2 separate regions of the Rattus norvegicus genome follow, and region 2 is linked to region 1. A link is a contact called in public Hi-C data. All regions are on one chromosome and are shown on one strand. The core of a region is the stretch at or near the end of the contact, and the rest is flanking DNA. Distances in the headings are between cores, read along the strand shown.

Evidence for each region. Hi-C and Micro-C count contacts between places; a contact is called where the count stands out from the background.
Region 2: a contact with region 1 is called in a Hi-C map of liver, with 3 times the contacts expected there. The contact joins the enhancer-like site here to the promoter of Myo5b in region 1. A contact is called at or near these places in 2 of 12 Hi-C or Micro-C datasets (liver and mammary epithelial cells).

The regions. Positions count from the first base shown.
Region 1 is chr18:70,312,638-70,315,412 of GRCr8, reverse strand. It overlaps Myo5b (myosin Vb), which reads right to left and starts at 1,437. Exons shown (of 40, transcript NM_017083.2): 1 at 1,241-1,437. The coding sequence starts at 1,267.
Region 2 is chr18:70,371,677-70,374,451 of GRCr8, reverse strand. The region is part of intron 1 of Myo5b (myosin Vb); the gene reads right to left. Among named protein-coding and RNA genes, the nearest start is that of Myo5b, 59 kb to the right of the region's middle. Within about 2 kb of position 1,406, at least 5 of the 93 cell types and tissues checked have an H3K27ac peak or open chromatin away from gene starts, as enhancers often do. A contact at or near this core is called in liver, where this site is marked.

The DNA of each region.
Region 1 (2,775 bases), core at 188-2,687:
CAGGCAAAACTGTCAAACAGGTCCCAGCCACCAGAAATGACGAACGAGAAAACCAAACATCGGGAGGTACGAAACTTTTTTTTTTTTAAAGGAAGAAAATGTCGGGTGATTAAAGGCCCTGCCGTTGTTCACCCTGCCCCCCTCGTACCCAGCAGAAACCAAAAAGGCTAGGGCTGCAGAACCAACGCCTGGGAAACTGCTGGTCACTTTAACTGCAGCACCTGCCGTGTGACCCGGGAGCAGACGCTCCTGTTGCACCTGTTTCCAATCCTGACCGCCCCCTACCTTCCACCACACACGTTCACATGCTGACCTTGGGGGGGAAAAAAAAAAAAACCTGCACTCCAGTCCTGGTCAATAATTACTCCAACCTTCCCCTGTCTGATAACCCAGGGGCTGCTTCAAAACGCCTATTGTGGGCAAATTAAGTATGGGCTTCCTGGGGCTGAGAAGAGCGATTGCAACATTCCGCTTGCACTTGCAGGTCTTGCAGAGGACCCGGTTCTATTCCCAGCACCCAAAAGGAGGCTCGCGACCACCTGTAACTCCATTTCCAGGGGCTCTGACGCCCTCTTCTGGCCTTAGGTGGACTTACAGACATGTAGGCACACAAATCATTAAAAAGAATTTTATATGTGTATACATATACCATTTTTTTTAAGAATGTACTTCCTTGCGATTATTAGAAATGACGTCTCTCTACCCACTACCCTCACCTCTCCTTCAGGCTCTGCGCCCTTCCCACCCAGGGGCTCCTTGTCCCTCTCCTCTCCCAAGTTTAGGGTCCCTCTGGTTGCCTCACGCCGGAAGAAAGGCAAACCAAGGGACGCTCTCGCACTGCAGAGAACCTGGAACCGGGACCAAGCAAGAGAAAATGGGGTCGCAAGTCAGATGCTTCAGAGGAAGCTGGTGTCCTATCTGGTGTCCTATCCCGGCTACCAGCGGGCTAAGACGCCTCTTTGGTTCCAGGTTCTCAGCAGGAGATCTAGACTAGGAGAGGACACGGAGGGAAGGGAAGCGTGGGGCGGTGCTGCGCCGCTGTCAGGAGGGACTCTGTGGGGCGGCGAGTCGGTGCGGCGCGCTCCCGGAACACCCAAACTTTCTCTGCCACCCAACTTAGGGGTGCCGGGGACCGGGGCCACACAGACGCTGGCAGGGGCGTCCAGCACCGGTGGAGAAGGTGGCCCGGGGCGCGCAGCGCCGCACCTGTGCCCCGGGGCTGCGCCGGGCCCGCACTCACCCGGCTGTAGAGCTCGCTGTACGACATGACCCCGCGGGCCGGGCCGGAGCCCCGGGTGCTTCGCGGGACGCTGGATCCGGGCTGAGCGCCGAGGCCCGGCTCCTCGCTCCCCGCGCGATCTCCGTGCACCTCTGGCGCAGTCTTCCCGGGTCGGTCCCAGTTCCTCCGCGCCCCTTTCTCGGGTGGACCGACCCGCTGGCGCCGACGCTCGCTCGCACCCGCCCGTGCGACCTTTACTCCCAGGGCGGCGGCAGCGCTGGTGCGGCGACCGGGAGTGACGGGAGGGCGGGGAGAAGGCGCGCCGCACTCCAGGCTCAGGTATGGGGAGGTGACGCGGACGCCGGGCGAGGAAGGGACGCCCCGCGCCTGCCCGCGGGCGGTCGCCGCCGCCTTTAAGCCCTCCGCGCCCCCGCCGCCACCGGGTCCTGGGGCGGGGGGCGGGGCCGGCGAGGAGCGGCGCCCGGGAGCCGGAGCGCTCCGCCCCCTGCTGGCTGCGGGGCGAACGCCACACAGGTGCGGGCCGGGTGTCGCACCTGCCGCACCGCGCCGCCGGAACACCTGGGCAGAGGTGGGCAGCAGTGCCATGGTGACCTTAAAAGTGGGAAGAAAAGTAACTCAAGCGTTAGCAAGAACGCTACCTGCGACTGGAAGGTCCTGCCTATACTTTTTCCTCTCGGTTTTATACGTTTATATGGAACTTTTTTTCCATTGATAAAACCTAGTTATGGCCTGGCGGTGTTGGCGCACGCCTTCCATTCCAGGAGCAGGCAGAAGAGGCTGAGGTCTGTGAGTTCTTGGCCAGCCTGGTCTATAAAGTGAGTTCCAGGACAGCCGGGGCTACAGAGAGAAACCCTGACTCAAAAAAAAAAAAAAAAGCAAACAAACAAACAAACAAGTCTAAGTGCCACAGTTCGTTATTAAGGTAATTTTGATGCACACTAAAGATCCTCCTCACCCAAATGAACTCCCTGCACAGACAACTCGATCAGGAAAGTATGCTCTTCAGCGGGAATATTATAGTTTCACCCACAGTCTCCTATTGGACCCCAGGATCCCCCTCTCAGAAGGTGGGAACTCTCGAGTTCTCTTGGCTCTGCTGCCTCATACTCTGGGCCCCTCTGCCTTTGCTACTTCATTCGTATTGTCAAAAGCCTTGCTTTGGGCTGTCCCTAGCAGCTTCTTACTTCTTTTTCCATCTTCCAAGAAACGTAGGCATCCTATCCCCAAAGGGAAAAGAATTGTCAGAAGCGGACGGAGCAAGAGAACAGAGGTAAAGGACACTGCCTTGGGCTTTGAACCATAGCAACTGGCCCTGAGTGTGGCTTTCAGCCAGAAGGTACACACCTACACCAGCAGGGATGGGTTTCCCTGCATGTTCTGAAACCCTTTCCCCAGAAGGTAACACCCAAATGAATTCTACAGATTAGTTAATAAGAGACGAGGGCTTAATTTTTAAACTCCTTTGAAATTCCAAAAATGCTTCTTTCAGGCGGACAGATGCAGTTGACCAAAGCTCAGGCAGCTGCCATTGTCTC
Region 2 (2,775 bases), core at 157-2,656, 59 kb before region 1:
GAAGTTATACAAGATGGATGTCATAATCTAAGCTGTATTATTAGATGAGTTTGCCCAACTGTAGAGTTTTGTACATATTTAAGGTAAGCTGGGCTAAGCTATAATGCTCTGTAGGTAACATGTAACAAATACAGTTTTTCAATATACAGAATTCTTTGCTTGCAGTGGTTAACTGGGACAGAATCCATTTTAGTAGAGGAACTTTTACGTGTATTCAGTATTTCCTTTCAGGTATTTCCCACTAGTTCTCTTTCTCCGTAGCCCTTTCTGGTATACTACCACTGGCTTAGACAGGAGAGGAAGAAAAATTCCTAGAAGTCTAACACATACATACACACACACACACACACACACACACACACACACACACACACACGTGCGCGCGCTAGGCACAGTGACACAAACCTGTGGTTCTAGCATTCATGGGTTCCAGAGGCACAAGCAAAAGGACCACTCCAAGTTTGGACTACATAGTGAATTCCAGGCCAGCCAAGGCTACACAGTAGGACTGCCTTCCCTCACTGCCCCACCCCCCCAAAAAACCCAAAACAAGTGACAGAAAAGAATGAATGAGTGATGTAGCAGCCGTGGGGAGAGATGTGGCTCTCAGGGCACACTCAGGGTGGTGTGACCGTAGACATAGGAGCCACAAGAACATGGCATTGGAGGGAAGGAAACAACGGGTTATGAGGGCAATGAGACAGAACAGGCCGTCAAGATCTGTCCGCGAATTCTGAACGTGACCCTCCATTCAGACAAACAGTGATTCAGTTCTGCTTTATTTAGGAAAAGGAATCCTTTATGCCTGAATAGAAAATGCTAGAAGCCTGAAGGCCGGCTAAGTGGCACCTGTATATGTCCAGGAAGGAAGAGACCTGTAAGCTAAGACACCAATGGGGAAGTCTTGTGCCACTAAGAACAAACTGGCATCCGTCCTTGGACCCTGACAGCTCTAGGGTAGTTCCCTCACTCCCCAGGTATAAAGGCCAATCAGCCTGGGAGAAGGCCACCTATTCACACCCAAGAGCTTGTGGTCCATTCTTCTTACCAGCCTATCACTTCCTGCTACGGAGTTAGTTCCTGCCTCAGTTTTCCCTCCCAGAAACAGAGTGCAGTGTTGTCTGTAGCTCACAGAAGGGCTACAAGCATAAAACACGAAGTAAGGTCAAAGGGAAAGTTGCCAGCGAAAAGTCAGGCTCCAGCAGAAGGCAGCTTGTGTGGTGTGCAGCAAAAGCAGGCTCTTTACAGGCTAATTCTGAGATGATCACCTCCGCAAAGTGCTTCGGACCTTGTTAAAAATCATAGTACAGCAACTTGTCGCCGCTCAGCTAAGTTTACCCTCCGTGCTTCAATGAGACAGACTTAGGTACGATGAGGTAAGCTAGGTGAGGTAAGAAGCAGCTGGAGGCCTTCCCCACAGAGGTGGGGCTGAGGAACAAAGGTAGGAAGTTGAGTCATAGCAGGACTCTGGACAAAGGGCAGCCGTCCCATTGCCTCCCATTACCGGGAACTGTGGCTGAAATCTTGAGTGGAACAACCCCAGAGGCTCTACAATAGAGTCTTTCTACAATCCTTCTCCCTGGGGGCTACTCTCGGACAAGATGCTATCCCTATATTGTCAGGCATGACAGAGTCACCACTGCAAATGCTCCACATCCGAGCAGGGTACAGGAGATAAACTCTGATAAAACAGAAAACTCAAGTAACTAGGGCTCTTGTTCTGTATCTGCTGTAGGGAACACAGACGATCCAGGAGCAGGTCAATATCAGCGTGTGATTAAGAACAGCTGGTACTTCAGAGACGTTCCCACAAGCCAGACCCTATCTCCTCCAGCCTCTGTGGTAACAATTACTATGATTTTCATTCTTGTGGCGTGGTTCCATTTTGCAGATGGAGAAACTGAAGCGTGAAGAGGTGAAATAACTTGATGAGATCCTCAATACCCAGGAGAGCCGGGTCTCCATTCCAACTCAGTTGGGTCTGACTTCCCGATCTGGCAGAGAATGGCAATGTCCAAATACTGCCACCCTTCTGTTCTAAAGCAGCAGGGACAGTGTAGGAGCCCTGTCTACACTGGGAGGGATTTTAATTCTGCCTCCCAGCTTTCCTGGATGTCCTAAAACCAATAGGATATACTTCTTCAAGTAGAAAGACATAGTAGAAGTGGTCCCACTCCCCCTTCCTTTAGCCCCTCCTCTTAGAGGGAGCCCCTGGGAGATAACACTCACTCAACCTGATTATTGAGCATGCCCAGTGAGGCCCAGCCTGGATCAGCTCAAGAAGAGAAACTAGATGAACCCACAGAAAGGCTGAGAGTCAGGCAGGCTGCCAAGACACTCCACTGGAATCAGCTGTTGGCTACCTAGTGGTTTGATTAAGAAATGTTGGTTAATATTGCAAGTACAATTAAAAATGAATCAGGCGCACTCAGAAAACCAGCTCCTATAGAACTCTTCTAAGAAATTATTAGACAAGGCAAAAAGCTTTGCCAGTTTCCAATTAGTCAGCAGAAGGCACCTGGACCTGCAATTAAGCCTTCCTCGGAGGGGAAGAACTCCGAAGCTGCCCTGTGCAGTCCCACGGATGGGAGTAGACAAATGCCATGGCATATGCCTGGAAACTTCCTTCCCGAGGCCTTCTAGACAGCCTTTATGGCTTCTAGAAGGTATGCTAAGAACTTCGTCGATGCGTGCTGTTCGAGTGGCTTTAAAATAAGTAGCACTTCCTGGACATTGGCAAACCTCCCTTGGAAGAAACAATGGCACCGGCATCCC